Linked DNA regions of Mus musculus: region 2 is linked to region 1. Evidence: chromatin contacts called from public HiCAR-type data. All regions are on one chromosome and are shown on one strand. Each heading gives the region's core, a stretch centred on a gene start, on an enhancer-like site or on the middle of the called end of the contact. The rest is flanking DNA. Distances are from core to core; before and after follow the strand shown. Region 1 overlaps Gm32450 (a long non-coding RNA gene). Region 2 has its middle 26 kb from the start of Pde4d.

Region 1 (4,217 bases), core at 1,014-3,513:
CCTGGACCGGGGAAAAGAGAAGAAACCAAATACATGCACAACAGTGCCTTGACCATGACATACTTATTGATCACGTGACCGAATTAGAAGTGTTACTGAGGGATGGAGGGATGGATCAGTGGTGAAGAGCACTGGCTGCTCTTGCAGAGAACTGGGACTTGGTTCTGAGCACCCACATAGCAGCTCACAACTGTCTGAGCCTCTAGTTGCAGGAGACCTCTCCTGGCCCTTGCATGCACTGATAGGCATGCCTAACTCAAGGATATATGCATAAACATAAAATAAAATAAAGTAAAATAAAATAAACCTTTTTAGAAACAGTAAACAACTAAAAATCAAGTGTTGGTGATAGTAGCATAAGACACTGACCCCAGAGCTTGAATGCATGCCTGACAATAGGTTTACTTGATAACCATCATCTATCATAAAACCCAGAATTAAGCAGTAAGACATAAACCACCCATTATGGAAAATAAAATTAACCACTTCCTTCTTCGGCACTAGACAAATGAAAACCAATTCATATATCAAAATATGGCAACTCTGGGAGGTTGGCTACCTTTCTGAGAATCACTCCAAGGTCTTTATCACCTCCTTATATAACATCTAAAAGGGTGATCTAGATCTGTCTCATTTAGAATTTCTACTTGTCAACTGAAGTACTTAGAAATGTAACAGGACGTGACAAAGAGGAAAACTTAAGCAAAACCTTTAAACTTTATACCTGGAACTGGGGAGATGGCTTAGTGGGTAAAAGTTTTTGCCACATGATCTTCAAAGACCTGAGTTTGGATTCCCCAAACTCACGAAAAAGCAGTGCAAGGGTCTGTGATCTTCTTAGTGCTCCTCTGAGGAAGTGACAGCTAGAGACCGTCACTCTCTCTCTGAAAATTCCTGGAAACTCATGTTGTAGATAAACAACCAAGACACCTGTCCCCTGTCTCCAACAAGGGGAAGGACCAACACCTAAGGTTGTCCCCGACTTTCACACTCATGCTGAGGTATATGTGCACTGGCAGTCTCTGGCACAAGTGTATGTGTGTGCACACGTGCTGTATAAATAGCAACAACAACAATAATAATAACGAAAGACCTTAGCTATCGCTGCACTCGCCTGTCAAATGAACTCTCTGACTGGGCTGTGAAGAACCAGACTGCATTCTAATTAAGATAACCATATCAGTTACAAATTATACTATCATCCTGGTTAGCAGTTATTTGGAAGGATTTGTTCTTCCTTGGGGTTTGCACATTGCTACCTTTATTCAGCCTGCCTTATAGTTCACACGTGCTATAAGAGGACAGATGAAAACACAGCCTGCTTTTTTCATGAGGAAGGAGGGTCAGATACAGATAGCAGCAACACTGCAATGCACACAGGTACACTTTTCACCACCAGTGGGTAGACATGTGGCTTATGGAAGACCAACAGTCTAGATTTAAATCCTGGCTCTTGTAAACTACCATTTTGAACAAGTTTTAGGACCCTCTCCAAGCCTCAGTTTCCCTTTCTGGAAACCTGCATGACGAATTCTAACACCCATTCCCAAGGGTTGCTACCAAGAGTCACAAAGATATAATGAAATTAAATCCTTTAAAAAATAATAATAAGAAGAAGAAACTTAAACAAATGCTAGCTACTAGTATCATCAGAAAGCATCGTTTTTATTTTTGCTGCTAGTGTTCCACTCACTGCTACCATTACCACCCTGCTCCTATCAACAGAATTTTGCCCCATACCTTATGGAGAAAGTAGATCCCATGCTGTTTGAAGCTGTCCAGTCCAAATCAAAGAATTCATCCAGGCAGGGAGGTGAGGAGGCCCCCAGCTCCTCAGTCAGATGTCAGAAGAGAGGACTCCAGAGAAAGGAGTTGCTACAGAGGGAAGTAAGCCCAGCCTGGCCAAAGCAGATAAGTAAGTTTGTTCTAAATGGCTTCCTGGCCGAGGAGGGCCACATGCTCGCAGTCATATGGTGACCTGGAGAGTGTGTTAGAGATGCTTAACTCACTCTGAAGGAAAAGCTGCAGCATTTGCACAGTCACAAGAATCCTGTGCCTTCTTCTAATGCTATTTGGAATTGTGAAATAAATTTAGTCCTGTGCAGAAGAAGAAGAAAAAAATGTTGGATGCAATGGGAACTCTGAAAAGAGTTTTATTTAGCTCCTGAAAGATACATATTTCTTCCCCTGATCATGTGGTAACAATGTGAGCACTGAATGTGCTTGCTCACCACAGCTCCTTGTCCCTCAGGGGTGGGGAGAACAGCCTGGCTCAGGTTACTCTCAATGTCACGTTTAGCTGCTGATTAACTTCAGAATCTGTGAGCCCCGTTACTCCGGGACTCCAAGTGGACCGGTCCCTTCTTACTCCATGTCCCTAATTTTACCAAGGGACAGCATAAGACTCAAGTGACTTTCTTTTAAACACGTCTAGTTGGCAAAGGAGAGGAGCTCAAACCTCACTGATGGAGAGAAGATCCAGGGGAGGGGAGAGACACGGCAGCTTGAGCTTGAAATAACCTGCTGTGGGGAATCAAATGACGTGGGCAGCTTTTAAGATTTCAACAAGAAAGATGCCTAAGTAAAATACTTTTGGAAGTGAAGCTTTCCTGCTGTTATATATAGTGCCTGATAAATTAACTCTGTCGGATTTCTTATCTCTGCACCTCTTGCTACTAGAGGTTAAATATTGTGTGTGTGTGTGTGTGTGTGGTGTATACACACACACACACACACACACACACATATATATACACATGTTTAAAAGCAAAATCCAGCTGCAGTATTTTTACCTTAGCAAATTTTTATTTATAATCAAGACCACCCATTTTAGAAGTGAGACCTAGTCGTTTTGGCTTAGTGATTAAAACAAAGTGGAGGAGCACCCTCATAGAGCAGGGGGAGGGGGAGGGGATGGGGGTTTGTGGAGGGGAAACCGCAAAAGGGGGTAACATATGAAATGTAAATGATTCAGGGATTGTGACAGCGCATTTTGTAAGGTAGAATCTTACCTACTGCACTCCTCTTCCAAGCATAAATAGGGACTTTGGGACCCACTACCGACCTATGCTCCTGGAGGACTTTGCTCGATGACGACTGTGGTTTCCAAGGTCATCAGACTTCATAGAATTTTTCCCGAAAGGCATCTGCGGAAAAGGAACTTCGGGCTGGAATTTATTCTGTTTAGCATTTCTCCTGTTCCGTGCCAAAGGCTTTGCCAGTGGGAAAACTCGTAAAGGGCAATGTAAACACATCCGTGTTTGCCTTCTGAAACAGAAGTTAAACACTTGTGATATTGCCCATGCTAACCAATAAACCAAGCTGTTCTCACTGAAGAAAGTATCCTGAAAACCTGGGAAACAGACTGGGAGTAGGCCAGGCAACTCCAGGGTTTCTACATATAAGGGGGATGGAGAGAGAATCTATCTCCAAAAAGGAATAGGGATTTGCCATTTATTTTCTTTTTATTGTATGTATACAAAATGGTTTTTTGACTCATATATACATAGTAAAATGATTGCTACAACCAAGTAAATTGATATACCCCTCCATCTCACAACAGTGTGCCTGTGTGTGTGTGTGTGTGTGTGTGTGTGTGTGTGTGTGTGTGTATGTGTGTGTGTGTTGGTAAAAATACATAAAATCTCTCTTGGCAAATTTCTGATATAAAGTAAGGCTATTAACTCTAGTCTTTATGCTGCACACTGGCTACATTTTCTTCCTCCACAAGACTCAAAGTTGTACTCTTCGGTCCCTTGTCTTTCCATTTTCCCCATTTTCCTACTGTTTTTATATATTCAGAATTTGAGTTTCTTTGATTATTGCCTATGATGAGTGATGCTGTGGTGGCCATGAAGGCATCAGTCTCATGGGCAGCGACTGATTGCATGTATGACTTGATAGAGAGGCTGCTGGCTCATGTAGTTTGAATGGTCATTTCTTTATGAACAATCAGCCTACCCATCAATAGCATACAAGGATTCACTCTTCTCTGTATCCTTGCCCACATTTGCTACCACTTACCTGGTTTTATGTGGTAGCCATTCTAGCAACTCATATGTAGTGATCTGCAGGCCCCTGATAGTTTCTGATGTTGGCTATATTTTTTTTCTATACCTTTTCTAAGGGAATTTCCATGCAGCTGTATCTTCAAGCATTCGCTCAAACAGCATGTTGGTTGGCAACCTCTTAGATTTCATCAGGAAAGCATCAGCTCC
Region 2 (4,217 bases), core at 782-3,281, 180 kb before region 1:
GAATCAGTTTTCCTTTACAACAAAGTGTTTCTCCTTTTTCAGTAGCATTAACAAGTGATAAATGTAAGAAAAAAAAACCCACTAACAAACAGTTGGACTACTAACCATTTTTCTACTTCAGTCAGTATTCCAGTATTAGCTGTCTCTTTGATTTCAATAATAGTAAGGAGTAATAAATAGAAATAAAAAAAAACCGAACACATGTAATATTAAAGCAATGATATATAAGGAAATAACATAATTATTAAGACTCTTTGGCAGGTAAGTTTTAATCACGTTATATAAATTAACCTGTATCGTACTACAATAACCCACCGAGGTTATATTATTATCTCCATTTTACGAGTGAAGAACCTTGGGCACAGAGAAGTAAGAATCTTAAAGAATAAGCTGTGGAAGTCATGATACTAGTCAACTAAAATCAACTCTTGACATAGATCTTCCTGCCTCCATTCCGCCTGCTCCCCGCCCCCACCCCTGCAAAATCACACTAAGTAGACTATAGAAAGTAAAATTGCTATTCAAAAGTAATAGGACCATCAGGCATGAGATTAAACCTTATTTTTTGGGCAACATAAAATTAAAATATGTGCTAATTAAAACAGAAATAAAAATGAGCAACACCAACAACAAAAGCTTGGAAAGAAAATTCTTATACAATGACTAGAGTAAATCTAAAGGCTTTTTAAGTATCCAATTTCACACAAATCTTCTAAATGGAGGGCAGCATTCTTTAGTGTGCCAACCAAGTCATGCTTATCTATAATTAGAAATTACTCTTATCTAGCCATTAGAACAATCCCTCTCCTAAGCAACGCTTGGTTCATCTGTTTTCAAGTAATGAAACTTTTTAAGTGGGAGAGACACTCCTATATTTCTTTTTTTTTCTCAAATTTTTATTAGATATTTTCTTCATTTACATTTCAAATGCTATCCCGAAAGTCCCCTATACCCTCCCCGTGCCCTGCTCCCCTACCCACCCACTCCCACTTCTTGGCCCTGGCGTTCCCCTGTGCTGGGGCATATAAAGTTTGCAATACCAAGGGGCCTCTCCTCCCAGAGATGGCCGACTAGGCCATCTTGTGATACATATGCAGCTAGAGACACGAGCTCTGGGGGTACTGGTTAGTTCATATTGTTGTTCCACCTATATGGTTGCAGACCCCTTCAGCTCCTTGGGTACTTTCTCTAGCTCCTCCATTGGGGGCCCTGTGATCCATCCAATAGATGACAATGAGCATCCACTTCTGTATTTGCCATACACTGGCATAGCCTCATAAGAGGCAGCTAATTGGTCCAAATTAACAGGACAGCAGCTAAGATTCTCCCAATGAAAGCCTTGAGGCAGCTTCCTGCTGCTTGCCTCCTCCCACTCCTGACACAAGTCTCTCTCTATCGGGTTTCTCTCCTATGTGCCCTTAGCCAGTCTTCCAGACCAACCACACTTCCCTTTGGCAGGTTCTGCCTTATAAGTCTAACTTTATCCCATTGCAAAGTCCCTGTGGGGTTCTTTCTCCCGTTCAGCATCTGAGCGAGCACACCCATCCCCACAGCTACTCTGAATTCTGTGGACTGAGACTCAGCTTCCAGTGTGGCCCCCAAACTAGCCTGTCCCCTGAAATCCGCATTACTACCTCCCCAAAGGATCACAGATCCAAATCCCTCATATTTCACCAAAAGCCCTATTAACCTTCTCCATTCTTTATATAGTCGGTTCTCAGACACCCCCACCCCCACCCCCAAATACCATATACCTTGAGCAATCTAAGATTCCTTTCCTTCTATTCAGATTACACTCAGATTGGTCATTTCTACACACTTTGGAATTGCTCTTGAGTCTGGCACTATCTTGCTGTGTTCCCCCTGGCAGCCAAAACCTGTTTCACCAAAACTAGATCCAGAGTTAATCATTCGACAGCAAGTATTTTTGGAGAAGCAATTCCAGGAGAGAAATGCCAGGGCTGTGGAAGCATGGCAGAGCTAGGAGGGAAGCCAGGACTAGTGTGTAAATGATTGAATAACTCTTGTGCGCAGTGGAACTCAATCCCTTAGGGTCATTCAGACCATACCAAGCAAAGACTCAACCATGGATCACTCCCTCCTAGAGGGCTGCTCCCCAGGTGTCAACTCCTGGTGTCTCAGACCTGCCTTAATGTATAGTTCTTTGTCCCTGTAGTTGAGGTAACATTTAGCTGTCACCTTCTGAAAGAACAGTGACTGCCAAGGGAATATTCCGAGTATCTGCCACAAAATCCTCCTAAGGCTCACACAGGCTTTAGGTAAGGGTGAATGCCTCTGTGGTACCCTGCTTTCATCACAATAATTGGTTAGAATTTCTGATCTAATATTTCTGTTCTCTGGTGCTTCCCATCTACCAAAATGCCTTAATGCCAAATAGTACTGTTTGGAATTTACTGTCGTTATTTCCCAGAGTCGTCACCCACCACCCAACCCCATCTATGTCTAGCTGGAGTGCGCCATCATTTTGACACATGATAGAGCACTCTCATATTGCCCTGTCTCAAAGCCCCTCTTCATTCTCAGCACCCGGTGGGACACGCCCACCTTTCCCATTCTTTCTCTCTCCCTTATCAAACACTGTAGTACTCACTGTCTATATGACCAAGCCACCAGAGTGTGACCCTTGACAGGTCACCACCTGCTTGCTGGATCTCCAGCAACAAGCCCAAAGCCGAGAAGAGCAAAAAACTAAAAACCCTCAAATAATTTCTGTACTGTCTACATGTCGAGAGTGTCTTACTTTGCTTTCTACCACTCTGATCAACACTGTGACCAAAAGCAACTCAGGGAGGAAAGCGTTTATTTCATCTTTCATCGTGAAGGGAAGTCATAGCAGGAAATCTGGAGTCCAGAGCTGATGGAGAGACCACAGAGAAACATCTAGCTGACTCGTATACTCCTTATGGTTTGCGCAGTTTGTTTTTTACATAGCCCAGTGCTAGCTGTCCAGGAGTGGGTGGCACCACCCACACTGGGCTGGGCCTTCCCATATCAATCATTGATCAAGAAAACATCTTTTTCCCCACAGGTCAATCTGATGGAGGAGGCATTTTCTCAACTGTGGTTTTATCTTGTAGGGTAATTCTGCCTTGGGTCAAGTTGACAGGAAAACAACAAAAGCCAAAACAAACCCAAAACACCTAATCAAAACATCGTAAGAGACAAATAATACAAGTCTGTAGTTAATCTGGTAAACAAAGATAAACCAAAAAGAAACATTTGGAGAAAAATTTTTAAATTTTCCCTCTAATACATTGACTTTTGCACTTGCCACTTGGAATTCTCCACCCCCACCCAAGCAACAGACTGGGCACAAATCCATTTGGTTCACCCTGCTTCAGCTTCTCCAGTTATATGCCTTTTGATTGGCACCCATTCCATTGCAGAGACTCTAACACGTAAAGACCCTGTCAGGAAGCCCTGAGAATAAACGTTGGGCATTAAGTACTCAAAGATATTTCATGACTACATTTTTGCTTCTCAAATTGAGGGTCCTTGTGTGCAAGACACAGAGCTGCCTTCACAGTGAACCCTACCAGACAACCTTACAAAGAAGGAGGATATTACCCCCTCTGCCTCCAGGCTTACTTACAGGTTCTGCAAGGTCACCAACTTCTGTCCCCACACAGGCAACTTCTGTCAAATTCAGTGCTGATAGACAGAAAGTCAATGTAACAAGGGACAGGTAGGAAAGCCCTGTTTTGCCTGGACTCATTTCAAGCCACACATTTCCGTGCAAATTATCCATCCCTGAATAATTATTAAATTCACATTCTGGAGATTATTTTTTGAGACAAGAGAGCAAGAAAAAAGGAAAGAGGGGTAAGAAACATTATTTCCTGAAGACCAAGTGTTTTATCCAAAATTGACTCTACTTATATTATGCAAAAAAAGAAAAAAATGAAATGAAATGTGGTACATTTTGATCTGAGAGCTTGTGGCACAACTGGTACCAAGCAACTGCTGAGATATTCCCATTCTTTGATCATTGCCATTGATGAAAACTGAGTTCACACTCTGTTTTTGTCTGCCTCATCCCAGTACAAAGGAAGAACAACCACACCAAGCCTTGCTTGTTGAATGTCTTAACATTGAACTTTGCCCCTCATTGTCTGTGCTTTGGGGTTCTGTCTTCCCAAAGCAGTAACAGTTAACTCAACAAATAATCTTTTCCTCTAAGATGACAGGAACCCACA

Evidence for each region. HiCAR-type assays count read pairs that join an accessible place to other places.
Region 2: a contact with region 1 is called in a HiCAR-type map of kidney, with 2.3 times the contacts expected there. The contact joins two enhancer-like sites. A contact is called at or near these places in 2 of 39 promoter capture datasets (the 3T3-L1 cell line and embryonic stem cells) and 1 of 115 datasets of contacts at active chromatin or transcription factors (kidney).

What each region holds. Positions count from the first base shown.
Region 1 is chr13:108,447,592-108,451,808 of GRCm38.p6, reverse strand. Gm32450 (a long non-coding RNA gene) reads right to left here. Exons shown (of 6, transcript XR_873945.1): 6 at 2,912-3,146. Among named protein-coding and RNA genes, the nearest start is that of Gm32450, 12 kb to the right of the region's middle. Within about 2 kb of position 2,263, at least 47 of the 459 cell types and tissues checked have an H3K27ac peak or open chromatin away from gene starts, as enhancers often do. A contact at or near this core is called in kidney, where this site is marked.
Region 2 is chr13:108,626,480-108,630,696 of GRCm38.p6, reverse strand. No RefSeq gene overlaps it. Among named protein-coding and RNA genes, the nearest start is that of Pde4d, 26 kb to the left of the region's middle. Within about 2 kb of position 2,031, at least 2 of the 459 cell types and tissues checked have an H3K27ac peak or open chromatin away from gene starts, as enhancers often do. A contact at or near this core is called in kidney, where this site is marked.